Regions from separate parts of the Mus musculus genome. Here region 2 is linked to region 1. Evidence: chromatin contacts called from public promoter capture Hi-C data. All regions are on one chromosome and are shown on one strand. Each heading gives the region's core, a stretch centred on a gene start, on an enhancer-like site or on the middle of the called end of the contact. The rest is flanking DNA. Distances are from core to core; before and after follow the strand shown. Region 1 holds the start of Prkd1 (protein kinase D1). Region 2 has its middle 31 kb from the start of Gm34745.

Evidence for each region. Promoter capture Hi-C pulls out the DNA fragments that hold promoters and counts their contacts.
Region 2: a contact with region 1 is called in a promoter capture Hi-C map of hippocampal neurons, with 4 times the contacts expected there. The contact joins the enhancer-like site here to the promoter of Prkd1 in region 1. A contact is called at or near these places in 7 of 39 promoter capture datasets (cranial neural crest, frontonasal cranial neural crest, hippocampal neurons and 3 more), 3 of 484 Hi-C or Micro-C datasets (cerebral cortex, cortical neurons and embryonic somatosensory cortex) and 1 of 115 datasets of contacts at active chromatin or transcription factors (embryonic forebrain).

Annotation. Positions count from the first base shown.
Region 1 is chr12:50,646,231-50,651,496 of GRCm38.p6, reverse strand. It overlaps Prkd1 (protein kinase D1), which reads left to right and starts at 2,248. Exons shown (of 19, transcript NM_008858.4): 1 at 2,248-2,781. The coding sequence starts at 2,524.
Region 2 is chr12:51,185,284-51,190,549 of GRCm38.p6, reverse strand. No RefSeq gene overlaps it. Among named protein-coding and RNA genes, the nearest start is that of Gm34745, 31 kb to the right of the region's middle. Within about 2 kb of position 2,154, at least 15 of the 459 cell types and tissues checked have an H3K27ac peak or open chromatin away from gene starts, as enhancers often do. A contact at or near this core is called in cortical neurons and hippocampal neurons, where this site is marked.

The sequences.
Region 1 (5,266 bases), core at 999-3,498:
CTTAGGTTCTTTAAAATAATTTCAATTTCTTGGTCTGTTTCTGTCTTTTGCTTCCTTTTCAACTATTTCCAGCACCCTACAAGAATCTTTCACATCATGGATACAGCATAAGGAGTTATTCACAGATTTTTCTTCCAAAGTGGTTCACCCGTGTTTTTCTCTCTCTCTCTCTCATAAAATTGATGAGTATGTGAAGTTGTTCTGAGAAACCTTGTCTAGCTTTGAATTGACCTCCAATGTAGTCTTGACCCACTTCTGTTCCTTGAATATGGGGCTCATAATTCCTGTTCTGGTTATTACCATTTGACTGTTTAGTGTCATTTCAAACGAAATGCTTAGAGAATGAATCGTCCTTCTCCCCAACCTGCTTCTTTTCTGTTTTCTGTCTCAATTATTAGCAGCAGAGAATCACACACATTTCTCAAAAAACCATAGAGTCCTTGGTGACACTTCTATTTCCCTACCATTGGAGAATCTGCGTAAACAGCAGGGTCTCCATCCTGCCTCCACATTAAGAACTCTAGCCTCTTGTTTCTCAGCACCTCCACTACCATCATGATGATCCTGTAGAGGGAGGGGCAACAGCTAGGGTCCCTAACCTACTGCCCCTGCTTTTATTCCTTTCGCTTGCGATTTGCTTCCTGCATAACAGTCAAAGAATGTTCCTTCAAAACATGTTAATCACATCTACTGGCTTGTTGAAATCCTCCCAGTGGTTCAGTGGTGCATTGAGAATAAACCACAAACAATTTAGCACAGCTTTGAAGAACTGGTTCCTATTTGCCCTCCAGCCTCATTTCTTCTGTGCCTTAAGCAAGTGCAGTAAGCCCTCTCTTGGGGTCTTTTGCATGCTATATGACTTGAAGACCATTACCTAAGCTTGTCTTAAGACCAGTCCTTCCCATCAACCAGTCCTTGGCTCAAATGGAAACACCCCAGGAAAGATTTGTTTTCTTCACTGGTCAAAGTGTTGAGCCTCATGTTCTTGATCATGGTTACTGCTGTTAACCACTGTGTTACTGTTATTTATGGCAATTGTTGCTGTCAGAACTAACTTCATTTACTGTCTTACTTTTATATTTTCAATGTAATCAGTTATGGCAAGAACATAGTCTGACTTCATAAGTGGATAGCTAGTGCCCGCAGACTCTGGGACAGAAGTCCTGTGTTCAGAGCTATGATAGCTAGAAAGCACAGATGGCTTAGGTAAAACTAGTTCCTTTAAAGCAGTCTGTAAACTTAGGAACGACACCCCTATCCAGTCTACTCAAATAGTCGTTTGTACCATTAATTTAGAGAGTTTTCTAGAATAGTGAATTGACTATATGTAGGTGGGAATTTCAAGATTCCATTACTGACATACAACACAACTCTGTAGAAAACCACATCTCAATGTTCTGGTCCAGAAGAGAACCATTAATCAAAAACAGACAAACAAGCAAACCAACCAAAACAAAACAAAATTAACACACTGCAAACGAAAATATGCAAAAATGGTTTGTGTGCTTGTGCATGTAAGAGGACACATTGGGGAAACTAAAGTGAGAAGAAGCGCTGCCAAGATGGAGCCTGTTCAGAATTTACTAAGAATTATCAGAAGGCCTCTGATAACAATCATTGCAGCCTGTTAAACCAAATAGGGTCCCTGTACATCTACAGATGCAAAGAACCCATCCCGATAGAAAGGACAGAAATATAGTCAGGCTCTACTGTCTCTGAAGCACCTCTTTTTGCCCAGCCACCAGTATAATCAGATCAAAATTAGTGCTGTGGGTGTGGGGCTGGAATTGCTCCTAGAAAGCCAGGTTAAGGTTGACAGTTTTGAAGAGGCTGAAACACAGAAGTTCCAAACACAAAACAAAGTAGAAAGCAAGAACCCTATTTAGACCCTTAAGAAGGCGGTGGGTGGAGCAGGTGGGGTTGATGGAAAGGATACAGACTCCGCTATTACAAGAGAGACACGGTTTTAAAGAGGTCAGCTGACTGGCCCTTTAACAAACTCGAGGGCTCCCAGAGGGAGTCCCCCGTTAGGTGGGCTCTACCAGGCTGGCGTTTCCCGGTCCACTCCTGTGCGGGCGCTTGGAAGGGGGTGGTCAGGACTGCCCTGAATGGGCGGGTCCGCGGCTTTAGAGTCCGCCGAGTGGGCTGGGGCGGCTGCTGCGCGCAGGGGGCGGCTCCCCGTCGGGCTCCGGTTCCCCTCGTCGGCTCCGCGGCGCCGCCCTCGCCCCGCCCCGCCCCGCCGGCGCCGGTCGCGCGGACCCGCCGTGGTCCCCGGAGCGGAGCGCGCCGCGGCCGCAGTAGCTGGGCGCCTCCCCCGCGCTGCCGCGCGCCCGCCTGCTCGCCTGCCCGCCCGCCGGCCCCGGCTCCGCTCGGCCATCTTCGCGGCTCCCGCCCTCACCAGCTCCGGTCGCGCGCCCTGTCCCCGCGCGCGGACTTTCCCGGAAAGTTTGGTGGTTCTTCTCCGCCGCCGCAGGCAGCGGCGCCGCGCCCCACGTCCGCCAAACTTTGGGGCTCACTGGCGCGATGAGCGTCCCTCCGCTGCTGCGACCGCCTAGCCCGCTCCTGCCCGCCGCGGCCGCCGTGGCTGCTGCCGCCGCTGCGCTGGTCCCAGGCTCCGGGCCCGCGCCCTTCCCGGCGCCTGGGGCCGCCCCGGCGGGGGGCATCTCGTTCCATCTGCAGATCGGCCTGAGCCGCGAGCCGGTGCTGCTCCTGCAGGACTCCTCTGGCGACTACAGCCTGGCGCATGTCCGGGAGATGGCTTGTTCCATCGTGGACCAGAAGGTAAGGTGCCCCGGGTCCACCAACTTTGCAGCCGACCTCGCCTGCGCCGTACAGCCTGGCTGTGGCCGGACTGCATGCCCTAGCCCCAGGCACTGCTCTGCCTGCCGCGCAGTCTTCCTGGGGGCTGACCTCCTGCTCCTTCTCTGGCACGCCTGCCTTCTCACCTCCTTTACCTCCCTTCTTGCGATGACAGTTCAAGGAATCTTGCACTTTTCTCCTCGCGCTCCGGCGTATTCTTGAGGTTTCCTGGCTGTCCTGACTCTTTTTCCCTGGACCAGAGCCTACCTGGTACCAGATCCGCTTTCCAGCGCCAGAGATCCCTTGGGACAGCCCAGAGCTTTTTCAGCCCCACTCCCTTCCACTACATCCTCTTTCAGCTCTAATTGATGCTGAGGAGTTCCGGGTGTGACCTGGACGCCAGGAATTTCTCACCTGCCAATAGTGCTTTTAAGAAAGGGTGATTGATTAAGCCAGCTGTGAAAACAACCGAGGAGTTGGTACCACTACCCAAGTCCGCCCTGGATTTAGTACTACCACTGTGCGAGCTTAGAAACATTTTCCAACAATAAAACCTGAAATTTACAGCGTTTTTTGGCTTAAATTTCCATGCACTGATCTTGGGAGACTGGAGTAGTGAGAAGGTCTGTGGTTCCAAGAACATCCAGTGCTGGCTTTGCTCTTAAGTTTGAGGCTATGGGACTTTGGATAGTGGTCATCAAAGACTGGCTGGGGAGAGGCCCATAAAGCTGGGCTAGGCCACCCATCATTGTTTCCAGTGCACTTTTGAAGTTAGGTTATCTCCACAGCCATCCAGAAGGATGCTTCATGTAAGGGGGAAGGGCCCTTGGTGCCACTCCTTCACAGTATGGACTGCCAGGGTTCTGGGGGAGGAGAGAGAGATAGAGGAGTTAGCTAAAGGTGCTGACTTTCAACTCTGGAGGGCTGACTGGCTAGTTCTCACCCTTTAATGAACAGTCAAGAGCGGATTTTCTTAAACTGTTTGGAACAACGTGTCTTACGCTTTTTGAGCGGTGTAAATAGTGGTGCTGAGTACAGAGGTCTAGGGAGTTGCTCTGGGGAAGCACCCACTAATGCAGGAAGTGAAAATTCTAGAGGTCAGACTCAAGTAACAGTGAGTGCCTTGAAGTTTTGTTAATTAAAGGGAGTGATATTTTTTCGTTATATAATTGAACTCTTTGTAGTTCCCTTGAAGTACTGAATCCAGCCGCCCCCTCCCCCAGGATGGTGAATTATGCAAGTATTCTAGGCTCTGACTGCCTCACTGTATAGCCTTCAAATATTTCTGTTATGATATGGATTAATTAATTAAAAAGCACTGCCACACAGGCATACACAACACATGTAATGAAATTATTCAGAAAGTCCCTTCGGTACTATAACAACAATCTAACTGTAAGTTCTAAAGAAGATGGTGTAGTGTTAGAATATCCCAAAAGGGCTAAGTTAATACAAACTTTGTTTTGACCTGCTTAAACTCTGTGTGTTTCTGTGTTTCTGGTCTGTCCTTGAGGTTTTGAGTGGGGAATATGATTCAAGAGGTTTGGGTTGGGGTTTGGATACAGTGAATTTTACAGTTGACTCTGGGTTGCTGCCTGGGAGTGTTATCAGTACCCAGGAGAAGTGCAAGCAAGAGGACATGCAGGGCAAAGCAGGCTGGGACAGCCTCAGTAGTAGATACACAGAAGGTTCACTTAGGAAAAAAAGTCTTGAGATGATTAGGAACTTACATTGTAAAAAAACAAAAAAACCGAAAACTCGGTAATCTTCTCAAAAGAGAGATATCCATACCGCACGTATCTGAGATCCACATTAGCTTTGTGGAGGGTGTTTTAGAATGGCCAAAATGTAATGGCAGAAAGAAAACTGGAATGCAGTCAAGTGTTGTGCTGTGTAGACCTGAGCCAAGATCTGGGGGTGGGGATGAGGGGAGGAGCTGGAGGAAGGCTGGAGAGCAGGGAGCCAGCCCCACTGTGTGTTCTAAGGGAATCCTGTATGTATCCTGCTTATTATGCAGTTCTTCACCAAAAGAAAAGTTTGAAAAGTTTTCCTGGGACAGCCATATCCTTTTGTTTTTATGGGTATGGCAAGTTGAGTTATTTTGAAATGTGAATTTTAGCAAATATTATAAGTCCCTAAGTCACGGGTCTAGACAGTGTGCCTTGTCAGTTATTCTATTATCTGTCGTTCTAGATATCAATAACCTATTATCTGTATTTGTCCTCCTCCTCATCTATCATCTCTCTGGCTATCTCTATCAATCATGTAACTATCAATCGCCTGTTATCTACCTGTGCGTCATTTTGTTATCTATGTATCTTCTGCATCTATTTTGGGATATGTTATTTGCCAAGACAGAATTCTTGTGCTGTGACTGCAGTAGTGGGCAGCTTGCAAATGTGGAGGTAAGGAAGTTGGGGGGGGGCTTTTATCCTTTGTCTCATGCTTTCTCTTATGCTTCCTGAAG
Region 2 (5,266 bases), core at 905-3,404, 540 kb before region 1:
AACTCAGAGACTTTTCGGGAGAATTCCAATGAGATAATAATGTCTGTAAAGCAGTCATCCCTAGCTGAGCTCGCTGTCAGTGGCAGCTGTAGCACATGCCAAGGGCGGTGCATGCTGATGCTGACAGCACATAGGATCACTGCTCAGGGGATCCAGGCCCCTCTAAGCTCTCCCCTGCACTTTGTATGTATGTAGGCACAGGCACAGAGTCATCAGACAGCTTGAGTCTATCATCTTGCCGTTCTCCACAGTAGCAATGCATTCTCAGTATCACAGTTCAGCAGGTCATTTAGTCTTCTTAATGACACGATACAGACAAACCTCAGTGACAGCTAAAATTAGTTTTCCTTTGAGTCTCTTTGATTATGTCTCTAACCCTTTGAGCACTCCTTTTACCCCCTAAGTCCTGGTATTGTACAGGGGCCAATTAGAGATGTTAACCATCCTACCCACAGTACCAGCATTCTTTGGCATTGGGGTGGTGAAGATGTACTAATTTTGACCCATCTGCTAAAGAAAGTCCCTAATAACTTGACCATATATGTATGCATGTATACACACACACACACACACACACACACACACACACACACACACATACACACACACATTTATATGTTAATAAGAGCACTAAAGCTGGGTTAACATTGAACCACATTGTCAGTGTGCAGTTTAAAATTCATATACATTTCTCCAAAGTTAATCATTGTCTGATTTCCCTCTAGTCATAGTCAGCCTAGGCCCACATGCCCCTTGGCACGCCCTTTCTGCTGACCAGCACATTTGAGTCTTTTAGTCTGTCTTCTCTTAGCTTGTGGATCTCCGGCTTTCTGTCTAACTTTAGTATTTAGGGGTTCGGGCCTCATCCTCATTCTTTGAATGCTGTGGCAGCCCACTAGCTGGTCTCTGTTATTTGTGCGCTATACTTCCTCAGCACGACTTTATAGGATGCTAACGTAATCACGTTGCAGTCCTTAAAAAGGAATGTTCAGTGCATATTCTAACTATGCTGGTAAGCCTCCACCATCTACTTCTGTTCCTCTTCCAGTCACATGGGCCATTGCTGTGGCTTTCCCTGGGGGATACCAGCCCACATCATGCCAGTCCATTCTTGACTTTGCTCAGGCTTGCTTCTAGCAAAGTACCTTCGTGGTTTTTTTTTTTTTTTTTTGTCTGTTTCGAGACAGGGTTTCTCTGTGTAGCCCTGGCTGTCTTGGAACTCACTTTGTAGACCAGGCTGGCCTCGAACTCAGAAATCCGCCTGCCTCTGCCTTCCGGGTGCTGGGATTAAAGGTGTGCACCACCATGCCCAGCGTACCTTTGGTTCTTGCTTACTCTCAACTCCCACCCAGCTGTTATCTCTCATTTAAGGATCGACTGCTCCTCCTTTTACTAGAAATTCTAACTACACCCAGTGTAAGATGCTTTACACTGCTCATAGCTCTGTGATTTAAAATACACTTCCTTCTTCCTTCTTAGAATGCTTGAGTCTGTGGTAAGGTCTAGGCCCATCATTTCTCATGTCTTTAGGCTCCACTAACACAGCAATAAATGCAAAGCACACATTTGTCATGTGTCTGAACAACGTAGTACTTTAAAAACTGCTGCAGTGAAAGACCCTCTCTGCAACTGTGCTCTTGCTCCGTCCTGGGTTGTCACACAGAAGCCATGGACGTGTCGATGTATGGCATCCAGCCGTGAAGTGCAAGTCCTCTCAGAGCTCTCATTGTTACACAAGCGGCATGCAAAAACAGCTGTATGGTTACAAACCAGGCTATAAGGTTATATACTGGGAATTTCCATACTTAGTGGGAAAGATCATCAAAACATACAAAGTGAGGAAGAGAAAATGTTTAATATGAATGGTCGTTTCTTGTAGGTGGAAGTGTTACAGTTTTCGTATGTGTGTGTGTGTGCATGTGTGTTCATTCTAAATGCTTTATGAAGATTCTGCATTATACAATCAACATTTTTATAGTAGTTGCCATAAGTGTGAAGTAATTTTTCAAGAAGGCAAGAAATCTCTTCTTTGCTTGCCTATATTCTCATGGTTCCAGCAGCCTCCTTTGCTGTGGTATCTGAACATTTCTGGCTGCAAGTCACCATTTATTGCCACTAGATGTCACCAAACTACTTGCAATATTAGTGTAGATGCCCTGTGCATATTCAAACAGTTAAAAATATTTAAACACCATTATTCAGTGTTCTTTGGTGTCACACAAAGCATTCAGAATTTGAAGAATTAGTAAGAAAAGGCACATTACATAATGTTCTGCTTCTTATGTAACAGGTGAGGGCTACATGAATCCCTTGGTTTTATGTAATTCATATTTTACTGACTTCTTAATATGATTGGGAGGGGAAAATTGACACGAGAGTCTTGTTTAAATGTAGGATTATTTCCAGTTGATTCCAAGCACTTTTTTTTACATAATATATAGCAAAAACAGAGGCCAGCACCCCAAAACTCCTTCCTGAGAAGTGTTTTCCTTGAGCTGAACGCAGCTTCCGCCACAGCATCTGTAGCTCTTGGGATAATGAATCAAAACATAGCACTGGGATTCTTTCTGGAACATGTTAATTATTACAAAGCAGTTTAAAATTCATTTGGTGCTTCAGGAAGCAAAACCAATAACCTCTTCTCGAGGAACTGAAGAAGGCATCTCTTTAGCAAAGGGCAACTGAGAGCCATGTCTTTAAACGTTTGAACCTATTTACTGGGTAGGTTCAAAACCGGTCTTTTTTTCTGATTGGCTCTGTTAACAGCTAAAGTGAAGGGTTTAAGGCAGCTTGTTTCCAATCATTTTTGTTGAGAACGAAAATGAGAAGCCAATCAAAAGGCGTTTAAGTTAGGCAGTGGGTTTTGGGAAAGAAGTCTGTGCATTCCCTCCTGCTACTTCTCTCTACTGTGGAGTTCAGTGTTGAAATCATGGCATGTTATCCACCTTAAGCTTCACCATGGGAAAAGGGGCCAACACACAATAGCCTTTTAAGCAAAAATATAACTGAACCGGCCTGGTTGTTTTCTAGAGGTTTTCAATTGTTACCCATTATAAATCGCACATGTTAAGTCTTATCCACAGTATTGAGGATTTTTGACTATTGTCTAATTATAAGCATTCTATATCACTTTTATTTATTATGACATATTCTCTGCACGAAATTAAAAGGCAATAAGGATCATTAAGTCTAACTAAGTTTATTTACAGGGAAAAAAGCTACCATTAACAATAAGGAGGAAACTAAACCAACCCAGCAGCCCACACATCTCAGTTTATGAGACATTTTTAAAAGAGATCGTGGTACCGATCATTATATTTCAGATGCTACCAACCCAAAGCAAATAAGTCTACACGTCACCGGGGATTTTTAACTTCCACTAGTCTGACTCTAGTGAGGTTAGTATAACAAATGCCATCTTTACTTTATTTTGTGCAGAAACTATGAATTTTAAGCACTAGGAAAATAAGTATCATGAAAAACAGAATAGCCTCATCACGATGGGGCTCCAGGTTCTGTACTCGTTTATCAGGTACAACTTGACACTTGTGTGGATTGTGCTCCGAGCCCTGTTTCATTTGCTACTCATGTGCCATTGTACCACACAGAGAGGTCAGATCTTCTTGCAATATTGTAATATGGAATTGCAATTTGGTTTTTCTGTCCTAGGTGTCTCCTGAAAATTTCTTTACTTAAACCTTTCGTATGAAATATTCATCCGAGCTGCTCTGATATGGTGACAATCCTCAACTGTAAAGTGGAGGAGCCATTTTTGGACGTGTCTCTTCAGATGCTCAGATTTGCTTCTCTCTAGTACTTAAGAAATGAATAGCCTCCATCAGCTACGTATAAGGCCTGATAAGCTCACCCTGTGACACACTTTGTACTGTTATTATTCGGTGTCTTCCTTTCATATGTCCACCAAACGCCTCTAGTTTAGCTCCAAAGCACAGTGCATTTCCTCTGTTATTTTCATATTCACCCTCTCACTGATGCAGCTGATTGCTGCCACTGAAGTAGACAAGAGTTCTACTGGTAGGCTCTCATCCATGAAATTGCAGAGTCTAAGACTAGCTTTACATATTTTGAAATTAAAGTGTGTGTGTGTGTGTGTGTGTGTGTGTGTGTGTGTGTGTGTACATGAGAAAATGTGCTGTGTGAGAGTGTGTGAGAGAGTGTATATGTGTGTGTATGTGTGTGAGAGAGAGTGTGTGTGAGTGTATGTGTACATGTGTGAGTTTGTGTGAGAGTGTGCCTGTGTGTGTGTGTCTCAATTACTTTAAAGACATTTTGCTAATTTGCTGCAATCTTTTGCATCCTGTGTTTTAATGAATGTTCCAGGGAAGAGTTGTAGTGAGAGGTTGGTTTCTCGAAATGAGAGGCATCGGCATTCACAGAATTTGGTCAAAAAGAAGTCCAGCACTAAATTGCATGTTGCTTTGGGTGTCAGCCATGAAAATTTGCTCAGCTCACTGCTGAAGGATATTGAAACACATTTCTCGCCGACATGGCGTCATCTGTGGTGTGGATGGAGCCTTCATGCTGACAAACACTGCGTGAGTGGCTGCTGGAGCCAGTAGGCACTCCTGATGATTAACTACAAAAAATGCTTTTGACTCTGGCTGCTGACAGGAGTGACAGTGCTTTGGCCAGACCGGCCTCCTTCTGGACACCAAAGCGTGTTCCCGTCTTGGTTTTACCATCTGGTTCCAATACAAGCCAGGGACGATGAGGAGAAGAGTCTGTTAGAGAGGCAGCAATAGACTAATTCTTTTGGCAGTTTCATCTTTCTCTGATCAATTAAAAAGAAATGTACATAGGCCAGCGGAACAAAGCAACAGCTTCTGCAGTTTTGGTTTGGCAAAGGTCTTTTGAGCGTTTTCTGAATGCAAGGGGTCTGCATGGGTCACCGTATGCTTCATTATGGTAAAGGTGGGTAAATAGTGAGCTTCTGCAATGGAACTGAAGCTTACCCATGGTGCTGCAAGAATACCAGTGTTGCATTTTATATGACTCACTTCCTTCTAGGCAGCTCTAAATATATTCAGTCGGTGTAAGAATACTTAGCCCCGAGGATACTAAAAGCAGCAGAAATAATTCAAACTCGATATCCTTATTTGAAGTGTGTGTGACCAAAGGTATTTTAGATTTTACATTATAAAAGTTTGAGAGATGTCTAGAGTCATGAGGTACCTTGGGAATGGGACTCAAAACTATTTGCTGGTCTGGTGCTGGAGAGATGGATCAGGGGTTAAGAGCACATGCT